Linked DNA regions of Mus musculus: all the other regions are linked to region 2. A link is a contact called in public Hi-C, HiChIP or PLAC-seq and Micro-C data. All regions are on one chromosome and are shown on one strand. Each heading gives the region's core, a stretch centred on a gene start, on an enhancer-like site or on the middle of the called end of the contact. The rest is flanking DNA. Distances are from core to core; before and after follow the strand shown.

The links. A called contact is a pair of places that touch in the nucleus more often than the background predicts. HiChIP or PLAC-seq counts read pairs in DNA pulled down with a chosen protein or histone mark.
Region 1: an HNF4G HiChIP or PLAC-seq map of pancreatic cancer cells shows a contact between it and region 2. The contact joins the promoter of Hmga2 here to the promoter of Dyrk2 in region 2. A contact is called at or near these places in 1 of 39 promoter capture datasets (embryonic stem cells) and 1 of 115 datasets of contacts at active chromatin or transcription factors (pancreatic cancer cells).
Region 3: a contact with region 2 is called in a Hi-C map of B cells, with 5 read pairs. The contact joins the promoter of Llph here to the promoter of Dyrk2 in region 2. A contact is called at or near these places in 1 of 484 Hi-C or Micro-C datasets (B cells) and 1 of 9 other capture datasets (adipose tissue).
Region 4: a Micro-C map of embryonic stem cells shows a contact between it and region 2, with 8 times the contacts expected there. The contact joins the promoter of Mdm2 here to the promoter of Dyrk2 in region 2. A contact is called at or near these places in 1 of 39 promoter capture datasets (cranial neural crest), 2 of 484 Hi-C or Micro-C datasets (embryonic stem cells and myocytes) and 4 of 115 datasets of contacts at active chromatin or transcription factors (astrocytes, embryonic forebrain, large pre-B cells and 1 more).

Annotation. Positions count from the first base shown.
Region 1 is chr10:120,475,212-120,477,940 of GRCm38.p6, reverse strand. It overlaps Hmga2 (high mobility group AT-hook 2), which reads left to right and starts at 1,472. Exons shown (of 5, transcript NM_010441.3): 1 at 1,472-1,988. The coding sequence starts at 1,878.
Region 2 is chr10:118,867,472-118,870,504 of GRCm38.p6, reverse strand. It overlaps Dyrk2 (dual-specificity tyrosine-(Y)-phosphorylation regulated kinase 2), which reads left to right and starts at 1,602. Exons shown (of 3, transcript NM_001014390.2): 1 at 1,602-1,784; 2 at 2,207-2,355. The coding sequence starts at 1,736.
Region 3 is chr10:120,225,750-120,228,500 of GRCm38.p6, reverse strand. Llph (LLP homolog, long-term synaptic facilitation (Aplysia)) reads right to left here and starts at 1,441. Exons shown (of 3, transcript NM_025431.2): 1 at 1,378-1,441; 2 at 298-527. The coding sequence starts at 520.
Region 4 is chr10:117,709,379-117,712,101 of GRCm38.p6, reverse strand. Mdm2 (transformed mouse 3T3 cell double minute 2) reads left to right here and starts at 1,344. Exons shown (of 12, transcript NM_010786.4): 1 at 1,344-1,550; 2 at 2,074-2,156; 3 at 2,318-2,402. The coding sequence starts at 2,322.

The sequences.
Region 1 (2,729 bases), core at 223-2,722, 1.6 Mb before region 2:
TATAAAATTAGGACTTGGCAGAAAGGAATTCTGAGGGAGAAGGTTAAAATGAAGGCAAACTTCAGGCAATTGGTGCGGTGGAAGGATAAGTGATCGGTAATATCCCATAGAGTTATGGGCGTCCCAGCACGGGGGTGCAGCGCCTGCTCCAGGAGTCAGTCCTGGGGGAGGGGACCTCGATAAAGGAGCTGGCACACTCGGTGTTCCTGTGTATAGTGTGCAAGTGTGTGCTTTTGTTGCGAATGTGCTTACTGGCACCATCGTGTGTCTGGTAGTGTGTGCTTAAGCACGGGTTTGTTTGCATGCCTGCTTGCCAGTGAAGTGTGTGTGCGCGCACACATGAATTTTCGTGCAAGCTTGTCTGCGATCACACGCGTGGGCCCGTGTATCTTTGTGCACGCTTGTTTGTGCGCCGGCCCGTGCACTCTGGGGTGAGGGCATTTCTCAGTGGAGCGGGGGGGGGGGGGGGGTCGCAAGGGGCGCTCCGACTCCTTGGTCGCTCTTTTCCCGGGGCTGAAATAGTAGACAGCGGCGGTTGACCCTGAATGCTTCCGGAAACTTCGGGCAACCCTCGGTGGAAGCACAGGTAGAAGCCAAGCTCTCCAGGGTGACTCTGAGATAGTCATTTTCTTTCGCCTTCCTAGGACAGCCGCTCAGGGGTGGCCTCCAGCGGCGATCCGGCAGGAGAGCCTAGGCCCTGTCTTTTTAACCCCACTGCTGGCGGGAGCACGTGAGCCGGGGCTCCGGGTGGCAACCGGGCGCCGCCGCCTTCGAGGCAGTTGTGTTTCGAACGCTGCCTCTGGCCCGCGGCCAGGCGCCTGGGCTCGGCTGTCCGCCTGGCCTGCCCCCTCCTCTTGCTTCTCCTGCAGCCCCCTCCCCTTTATCCGCCCACGATCAGAGGTGGGCACTCCCCGTTCCCGCCACCCCCTCCGCAAGTGCGAGCGCGCGTGTACACACACGCACACGCACGCACACACTCATCCCTCTTGAATCCCGGGCAGGAACTCTGAAAACTTGCAGCACGGGCAAAACTTGGGCTCCGGGTGCAGAGCGCAGAGGCCAGCAGCTTGTCCCTCTGCATCTGTGCAGTGCCGCCGCCTGACCCCGCCACCCGAGGAGGCGCGGTGCCACCCACTGCTCTGTTCCTTGCTAGAGCTGAGCTGGGCGCCCTACCGGATCCTGGCAGAAACTTCCACTCTCTCCTCGGTTTCTGACCGCACTAGTCAGTCTCTATCTCTGTCCCGTTCTGTCTCTTTGTCTCTGTCTCTCTCTGAGTTTCTGTCTCTGTCCCTCTTCTCTGTGTCTCTCTCTGGCTCTCTGCGTCTCTGTCTCTCCTTCCCGCCCCCCTCCCTCTCTCTCCCTCTGGGGTGGGGGAGAGGAGGCGGAATTCTTTCCCCGCCTAACATTTCAAGGGACACAATTCACTCCAAGTCTCTTCCCTCTCCAAGCCGCTGCCGAGCGTCCCAGTACCCGCAACTCCCGAGCCTTTGCGGAGAGAGCAACCCTCTCCGCCTCCAACTCTTCCCTCTCCTTCGCTTCCCGCCTCCTCTCCCTACCTCCACCTCTACCTCCGCCACCCACTGCCCGCAGCGCCTCCTCCTTTCCTCCTCCTCCTCTCCTCCTCCTCTCTTCCTCCTCCCCTCTCTCTTTTTGGCAGCCGCTGGACGTCCGGTGTTGATGGTGGCAGCGGCGGCAGCCTAAGCAGCAGCAGTAGTCCCCGGCGCACTCGCCAGCTCGCCTGCTCTCGCCGCTCTTGCCCTCTCCAGCTCTCTACATCCCGTCTCCCGAAAGGTGCTGGGCGGATTCGGGGCGGCGGAGGCCGAGCGGCTGCAGCGGCGGTACCGGTAGAGGCAGTGGTAGCGGCGGCGGGAGGCAGGATGAGCGCACGCGGTGAGGGCGCCGGGCAGCCGTCCACATCAGCCCAGGGACAACCTGCCGCCCCGGTGCCACAGAAGCGAGGACGCGGCCGACCCAGGAAGCAGCAGCAAGTCAGTACGCCGACGCGGAGGGGCCACTCAGCCCACCCGCGACGCCTCTGCCCCCGGGGCCCCGCGACACGCCGGGCGACCGGAGCGCGGGAGCGCAGCGGCTACGGCAGCGCAAGCTAGCCCGCCTGCCACCCGGGTGTAGGTGGGGCGGGAGACCGAGTTCCCCTGGAGAGTGCGCGGCGCAGTCTCTCCGGGTACCCGCGCTCCCCGGCTCCAAGAGCTGGGGTCCCGCGGCGAGCCGTAGCCACCCGGTGGAGGTGGGGTCGCGCGAATCGTGGACAGGGACTTTCGCTATTGTGCGCAGCCCCGGAGCGGCGCGGCGTGGCTCGGGGGGGGGGCATCGAGCCTCGGGGGTCCCAAAGAATAAAAGCGTCGCTTTGTCAGCCGCTTTGGCGACTGGGGGGACTGGGGAGTTCAGGAGGGGCAGGACTGCGAGTCCGAAGCTCTTAGACCCGCGGCTTTCTCCGGCTTCTCGGGGCCGCCTTCCCGTAGGAGGCTGATGCGCCGCGGCCGCCCCCTCGGTGCCCTCCCCACACTCCATGGCCCAAGGCTCGCGCCCTCCCGACAAAGAACGCGTGCGGAGCCGACTGCCCGCCTGGTGCTCCTCCCGAGGATATTTAAATGCCTGCCGAGCTGCTACAGCCGCCGGGGCTGGCGGGGAAAGGATCCCGGAGGATCCCAGGCCCCCGCGGGCCCGGGAAACGCGCTTCGCCCAGGGAGCTCTGGAAGGAAAGTGCACGG
Region 2 (3,033 bases), core at 353-2,852:
CATTTGGATAAAGCTGAGGTGATCTTTGTAGGAGGTTGCTATGACAATTTGCAAACAGCAGAGCCCACAGAACAGCAGGAGGTAGCTCCCTCTGGACTGAAGTCTGCTCTAGCTGGGGCCAGCACTCTCGGGGACCTGGGGACAGACACAATGAACAGGACAGTAAAAAATGGACCCGGGACTCCAGGAGCACTTCAGAAATTAGGCACCTCCCAGGAAGGAAGTGCATGCCTGGATGCGGTCCAACTTTCTTCCCTATCTGCTGGGATTTTTTGAAGCTTTCCCTCCACACCTGGCTGTCCAAGTGGACAAAGGTGCACAAGTGTGCCACGCGCGACAAAGCATAAGGTGTGCGACGACAGAGAAGAAAATTTTTGTTCTTTCTGGGAAACAGAGGCTATAGACCACAAATGAAAAGGGCGGGGAAATTCTCCACGTGTCTGGGAAGGGAAAGGGAAAAGGAATCTTTTCCTCCGAGGATGTGAGGAATCAGAGGTGTCGCACCAGTGCAGCAGAGAGCTGAAAGGAAGGTGTGTCTGTCTCAGTGGCCGCGCCGCGCCGGGGAAAGGCTTGGAGTTGTAAGGAAATGGGAGGTGTCTCTGATGTTTATTTTTGCCTAGCAACCCACAGCCAACTGCTACCTCAGCTGCGGTCCACAGGCGCCTGTCTGCCTCCCCTTGTCCTAGCGACTGGAGGGCAGCGGTCACTCGGTGTCAGTGAATCAGGGAGGGCGTGCGTGGCTGAAATGAAGGTGGAAGGGCAGCCCCTTCCTTCGTCCATGCTTGGGTCACCAGGCTCAGCCGCAGTCCCTCCTCGGAGCCTGACTTTCCGAGGTGACCCTCATACAACTAAGTTCTCTCCATGATAAACTGGGGAGAGGGGCTGGCTGGGCCACTGGGACAGGGACAGGGACTAGGGTCGGGGCCAGGGGTGGGGGGCCGCAGTATTGTCTGGGAGCAGCCATTAGGAGCGGTGTTTAGGGGCGTGATGGAAGAGGGAGTGGTCTCTGCAGCAATTTCGGGAGGAGGCCGGCCGCGGTAGGTTGCGCGGTAGTGCCGGGAGGGGCGTCGCAGGGGCGAGGGGGACCCGGGTAGAGGGCAGATGGCCGTAGGGGAGGCACAGGGCGAGCCGGAGTCGCAGTTTTCCTGGGAGCGGAGGGCGGCTCTGCGGAAGATCGGAGGGGGTGGGACTCCCGGGGTGGCGGGTGGGGGTGGGGTGGCCGCCAGCCTGTGTGGCTGGGGCCGGGGGTGGGGGGTGGGGGGAGTCCGGGGCGGGGCCTCGGCGGGGGCGGGGCTGGCCTTCTCGGGCGCGAGCCGCGGGGGCGAGCGTGTGTGCGAGTGTGCGCGGACGCGCGCGGGCCCGGGAGGAGGCTCCCGAGCGAGTGGGTCCCGGCGGCCGCAACCCGCTCCCCGCGGCCCCGATGTGAGGGAGTCGGGGAGGCCAGCGGTGCGGCAGGGGAGGGCGAGGCATGTGCACGGGCCGGGGGGTACAGCAGCCGCCCGAGGACGAGGGGGACGGCGGCGGCGAGGAGGAGAGCGGGGGGCTCGCGGCGGCGGGTCCGGGCCGAGGGGATGCAGCGGACTGCGTGTGTCTGGCTGTAGCGGGAGCGAGGCGGCGACGAGGCGCGGGTGACCCGCGTGAGGGGCGACCAGGAGGCGGCGGCGGCGGCGGCGAGGAGTAGCGGCGGGACCGGCGGCGAGGGCAGCACTGCCATGCACGTTCCTCTCCCGCGGCCATGTTAACCAGGAAACCTTCGGCCGCCGCTCCCGCCGCCTACCCGACCGGTAAGGGCCCCGGGACCCTGTCGGCGGCGTGGGGCGCGGGCTGCGCGCGTTGGTGCCCCGGGATCCCCGAACCCGGCGGGTCGAGCGAGGGCCATCCGGAGCGCGACCCCGCCGCTGCGCCTTCTCGGTGGCCCGCCCTCCCCTCCCCCGGCCCGGCGACGTGGGCTCCGGAGCTCCGGCCCAGCACTGCTCCCCGCCGGGTCGCGAACTTAACTTTGCAGCTGGCGGGTGCGCGCTGGGGAGTCGCGTCCCGACCCCCCTTGTTTCCCGCACGCCGCCGGCTTTTCCCGGGCCGGGTGTCTCCTTCCATCTTCTCCCTAGAAGAGGGGGTTCGCTGCCCACCGGGGCGGGGGCGGGGGGTCTGGGTGGCTCTCTTCCCCCACCCTGACCCTCTTTTGTCTCCTCCCGCGCGTGGCTCCCAGGCCGAGGAGGGGACACCGCCGTTCGCCAGCTTCAGGCTTCCCCGGGGATCGGCGCGGGGGCTCCCCGAAGCGGAGTGGGGACCGGCCCGCCCTCCCCCATCGCCCTGCCGCCTCTCCGGGCCAGCAACGCTACCACTACAGCCCACACGGTGAGACCTGGCTTCGGGTGGGCGCCAGGCAGACCCCTGGCTTGTTGGGTTCCGACTGTGGGAAGAGAGGGCCGAATCTCCACGCCCCTAGCAGGGGCCTGTCCTCGACGCCGCCCTCTGCAACTTGGGCGAGCCCCGAGCTGCTGCCACAAAGGAGATTCGTGGCGTGGGCCCCTTGCTTCCCTCTGGTGCTCGCCCACCCCAGGCTCCTTTTCCTGGGAACTTCCTCCTTGCGCCCCCTCCCCCTTTTTTCATCTCTGCTTCTCAGAGCTCCCTTCCCCCCCGACCCGGTAAACATCTACTCCCAACCCCAGGGGTAGTGGATATTTATAGAAACGTATGTGTTAGGGGACAGCTAGCCTACCCTGCCCGGAAAATCGATCCCCCAAAGAGCCTCCGAGGCCTGGCTCCAGCCAGCAGGGAGCACCCGCCAATTGTCCCCCGCGTGTGTAAGCATGTTTTATGAGAGCTACAGGTTTGAGCACAGCAGAAATTGTAATTAACATTAACAAAAATAAGAGCTACAGCAGTAGTCAAAACAAAACAACCCCCCCCCCCCCGCAGGATTCTCAACGTGGATATTGCTCAAAAGGAAAGACTGGGCTTTGCTTTGTAGGTGGCAAAGGAAGGGCACCTGACAAGGGCTGTCCCTTGAGTCCCTGGGGAGGAGAGCGGAGC
Region 3 (2,751 bases), core at 192-2,691, 1.4 Mb before region 2:
GAGCCGAGAGAAGCACGGCCGAGACGGCAGTGTTATATGGGAGTGAGAGGGAGGCTTGTGAAGTGGAGACACTTGGGGGTTGGGGGGAGGAGCTGAGAGGAACCAGGGTGCCAGCATGTACTTTATTATCTAATAAGCTCCACAGCTAGCCATTTGTCCCCAGTTTCTTTTGGACTTGACACTAGGGACAAGTAGAATGGGTAGAAGACGGCTTTAAAAAGACAGAGAGAGACCGACCCCTAAGAGAAAAGTGGATCATTTTTTAGAAAAACCATGTAAATGAAGACCGAGGCTCACCCTTTTCCTCATCTGCGCCGTCACACCGCCCTTCCTCACACTGCATTTTCTCCTGGCGAGGTTTGGCTACCACCACGGTTGCTATCTCCTCAACGTCTTTCATTAGAGCATCCCCGTCCACTCTGAGGATACTCTTCAGTCTGTTGAGCTCCCTTGGCGCATTCTTCTTTCTCTTCTCGGCCCGCATCTTCCTCTTCCACTTACTCCGCAGGCTTTTAGCCATGCTTCACCTGGCGGTGAACAGAAACACAAACAAAAGGTTTACTGCTCACACCCTTGACTGGCAAGGACGTGGCCAAGCAGCCTTCTCTTCAGAACTGGGACAGATGGAAGAGAAGTTGTGCTGTGCCCTCATGCTTAGCTTATGTAATAATCAGCGCAGAGCATGAAAGGACTAAGTCCGGACACGTCAGGCCCCTTTAAGTAGGAACAAGTCGTTAATTCAAGCCGTTCTCAAAGAGCAGCTATGCATAGTAGACACAGAAAGCGAACAGCTCCGCCTTAAAATCACCTATTGCGCTGTTCTTATCCAATATCCGTCACCACATCTTTAGTGTGAACTTTTAACAGCTTAAACCATAGCTCCCTGCCTTTTAAAGACTCCTCCCCTCGTGTATCAAAGCTCATCCCGCTCCTCTCGGGCCTCCGACTTACTCTCTAGCCCCACACGCACGCAAGCTCCAGTCCGCACAACGCCCACTTCAGGACCGTCACATCTCCGATCTAGGTCTGGAAATGGCTCTCCCTAAGGCTCGCTCTGATCCTCCGACTCCTGTCAGCTCCTTTCTACCAAGTTCGGCTTCAACCCGGAGCTACCGTCCCCGTCTGCGGACTGCGGGGCTGAGCCGGATCCCCCGGGGCCACCGCTCTGCTGCACACCGTACAGGTCACGAGAACCGTGGGGTGGCTGGGTGAGGTCCCCTGAGCGTCAGCAATCACCAGTGGTCCGTGTGCGGGACCCCGAGCCTCGCCCTCCCGAGCCCCGCACCGAGCGAGGATGCGGTCAGGTCTCGCCGCGGAGGCAGGGTCCGAGCCAGTCCTTCACGCCGCGGAGTTGAGTCCAAAGCCCACGCAACTCACCTGAGAGACAACACCGCGCACCACGCGTGGGACGCCAACCGGAAGTACAGGCGCTTCCGGCTTCCGTTCAGGGGCCAGCGCACAGCATGCCGGGATCCTTGAGAGGCGTGGTCTTTGGGGAGGCGTGGTCAACCAGCTGTCTCTGTCATCCCGAGGCTTTGGCTGACCCCTACACCTACAGGAGAAAGTTTAAGGAATTTCCTGTCGGGAGTGGCAAATTATAAATCAAAGCATCTCAAAGCCTTGGATGGGCCAAGCCTGGCCGGGGGCCCTGTCTGTGACAGCCTCACGAGAAAGGATACCAAAGGGATTGCTCAGCTCTGATCATCCTGGAGCCCTTTCTGAGTTTTGTTTTTGTTTAATTGCAGTCTAGAAATTTTCTCATTTCGGCTGAGGATCCTAGGAGGTACGCGGCTGTGAGGATGTATCAAATTGTACAACTTAAATACGTCACGTCGACTGCATGCCAGTTATATTTCAAAGTGTCACCCAACAGAATAATCTTTCCTTATCCCCACGAATTTAAAGGGTAAAACAAGCTATTTCAACCAATGTTGATCTGTCCAAACTATTACATACCTGAGACAAAGCTAACCTAGGGTGAATGAGTTTACAAAAAAAGGTGTGGTTTTTGCATGTGCTTCTAATATTGCACAAGCTATGGGCGATACGCAAGTCTCTTTAACACTTGTGAAAGATAAGAAGAGTGTCTTAGGGCCTAGATAGTACCTCATTCATTGATCTTCAGTGGGTGATTAGGCAACAAACGTTAACTACCCAGACTTACCTGGAAACAGTGTTTTCAACAGATCACCACATTCAAGCATGTATGTGTACCACATGTGTGCCTGGTACCAGAAGAGGCCAGAAGAGGCCATCTCATCCCTTGAACTGGATTTACAGTTGGTTGTGAGTCACCACAGGGGTGCTGGGAACCAGTTTTACTTAGTTTTACTTCCATTACTGTGAAGACACCATAACCAAAGCAACTCTTAAAAAGTAAAACATTTATTTGGGACTGGCTCACAGTTTCAGAGGTTCAGTCCATTGTCGTCATAGCAGGAAGCATGACAGCATGCAGGCAGACATGGCGCTGGAGAAGCCCAGATCTGAAGGCAGCCAGAGGTTCTCTTCTGAACTGGCTGGAGCTTGAGCACTAGGGACCTTAAAGCCCACCTACACAGTGACACACTTCATCCAATAAAGTCACACCTATTCCAATGAGGCCTCACCTCCCAATATTGCCACTTCCCATGAGCCAAGCATATCCAAATCACCACAGAACTGAACCCAGGTCTTCTGCAAGAGCAAGAGGTGCTCTTAACCACTGAACCAGGTCTCCAGCCCCCTTTATAAGTGATGACTTATAAAATC
Region 4 (2,723 bases), core at 95-2,594, 1.2 Mb after region 2:
CTGTGCAAATGTGCCACCACCCCTGGTTTTAAGTCCTTTAAGATCTGGGGCTTTTGCTTTGGGGACCGAGGACTGAACAATGCAGGACCTTCTCGGTGCCACACACCCTCCGTTCTTAGATGTACCTTAAAAGGTGGACCCAGACGGCTGTTGCTCTGTACCTGGGATTACACGCACACCATTATATCTGGCCTTATCAATGCTTTTCTTTGACCTGCGTCCACACTGCCTAAAGCAGCGTCCAGGCCAAACTCCTATACCTTATAATGCTATCTTGGGCCCTCAAGATGACTAACAATTAGAAAGTTTGTAAACACTGGAGTGTATGTGTTGAAAAGGCCAGGCTGATTTCATGACAAGTTTCAAACTGGCAGTTAAGGGGACTAGGCCTAAATCTCTGTTTCCAAGAACTGGGCAATTCCGGGCAAGTCCGGGCCTCAGAAGCTGCCCCGCCTGAGGCAAGGACAATGGGTCAGCAGCAGTTTCCAGACTTTCTCAGCCAAAAGTTTCCAGCCCTCTCACCCCGGGAATGGAATGTCCCTAAAGATGGACCCAATAGATTAACATAGAGGTCACCTATCCCAGAATTCGCTAATATGCTTTATGTCAGGTCTGCAAACTCACTTGGGTGTCTCTATCTTAGTAATGGGGAGAGGAGACACCAGAATGCTGACTTCTGCAGATTAAAACATTCTTTGCGTTTACATACTATGAGCCCAAGGTGTCATGGACCCTAACAGTCTTTGAATTTTTTTTTTTAATTTTAACTTTAATTATGTGTATGTCTGTGCACACAGGTGCGGTTGCTCATGGAGACCAGAAGAGTGTGTTGAGTACCCTGCAATGACAGAATTTGTGTGGCGTGAGTGACTGAAAACCTAAAAAGGAGCTGTATGCACTCTTGACCATGGAGCTATTCATTTTTTATTCATTATTATTTATTCACTTTCCACCCCGCTCTCCGTTCCCTTCTGGGACACCCCCTTCTCACAATTTCCTCCCCGTCCCACTCCACCCTCTCTCACCTTGCCTATTTTTAAAGTCTTAAAAAAAAATCACTCATTTGTATACAACTTCAGCTGCTGGCGGGATGGATTTAAAAATACTACCCAGCTGTTAGTCTTGCTTTTCTTTTGGTAGCAGCAGCAGTCGGATAGGAACTTGCCTAGCGACCATTGCGGTTTCGAGCGGTAAACACAACCGCGCGGCCCCTCCCCACCTCCTGCGCGCTCCGGCACCGGGCGGCCGCTAAGCCCCGCCCCCCGCCTCCTATTGGTCCAGGAGGCGGCGTCGGGCGTGCGCGCGCGCACGCCCCGATGCCCGGATGGCCCGTGGCTTCCGGCGTTCTCTCCGCGGACGGTAGGGGGCGCTCGTCACAGAACTCTGCTTTGTTAACGGGGCCTCCGGGGCCAGCGTAGCCTAGGAGCGGCCGGTGAGGAGCCGCCGCCTTCTCGTCGCTCGAGCTCTGGAGCGACCATGGTCGCTCAGGCCCCGGCCGCGGGGCCTCCGCGCTCCCCGTGAAGGGTCGGAAGATGCGCGGGAAGTAGCAGGTACCCGCTCCGTGGGCGGCGGAGAGTCCCGATCATTCCCTCTTTTCCGCGCCCTCCGGGGCCTACTCGTAACCCGGGCCGGCTCGTGGGGTCGCGGGGCACGAGGCTGGGCGACCGTTTGCCCGCGCTGGGCCCTGATGTCATTCTGCGGCCGGGGGTGTGCGTGTGGGTGGGAGTGGGGGGTGGGGTGGGAGATGGCGCGGTTAGCACGGCGCATGCGCGGGAGGGGACGGAGGGAGGGGGAGGAGGGAAGAGCGGGGGTCTCCCAGCAGGCCCCGCGCGCGGGGGGCCCGCTCCGGGGTCGCGCTGGGCTCGTTGCTGGGGTCCAGGAGGTGACAGGTGCCTGGTCCCGGACTCGCCGGGATGCGGCTTCCGGGACGGGTGGGACTGGGCTGGGCCGAGTTGACTCAGCTCTTCCTGTGGGGCTGGTCAAGTTGGGACACGTCCGGCGTCGGCTGTCGGAGGAGCTAAGTCCTGACATGTCTCCAGCTGGGGTTATTTAAACGCTGCCCCGTTTCCGCAGCCGTCTGCTGGGCGAGCGGGAGACCGACCGGACACCCCTGGGGGACCCTCTCGGATCACCGCGCTTCTCCTGCGGGCCTCCAGGTAAGGGACAGCTCGCCGACGTCGTTTTGCATTTGAGAGCTATTGCCGAAAGACGTTTTCTGTCTCCTTCGTAAATGCATGTATCTATTTGTCCCTTTTCGTAGATGTTTTATAATTTCAAGTTTTTATCGTGTGTGTTGTTGTTTTTTTTCTACTTGTAGGCCAATGTGCAATACCAACATGTCTGTGTCTACCGAGGGTGCTGCAAGCACCTCACAGATTCCAGCTTCGGAACAAGAGACTCTGGTTGGTATTTCTGCCTCGAGTGTGTAAATATAGCTTGTTTTACCAGGTAATCGAGGAAACAAAATTGAAACCTGGATTATCGCACAGTCGTTTTAAGTATTTACCTACAAACTCTTAACTTTCTCGATTGCAATTGCATTAGAGAGTGGTCACTGCGACCTATATTTCCACAGCCCTTCCCCTGACGCAGGCTTTAGAAGTGCACAGTGTGTGGGTGCTGCTGGTTGTGACATGATGTTCTATCACTGTTCTAAATGGTAAACCGAAAGTCATAGAAGCATCCGTGCTTTTTGTGAGGATTTTAGTTATGAGAGGAATGCA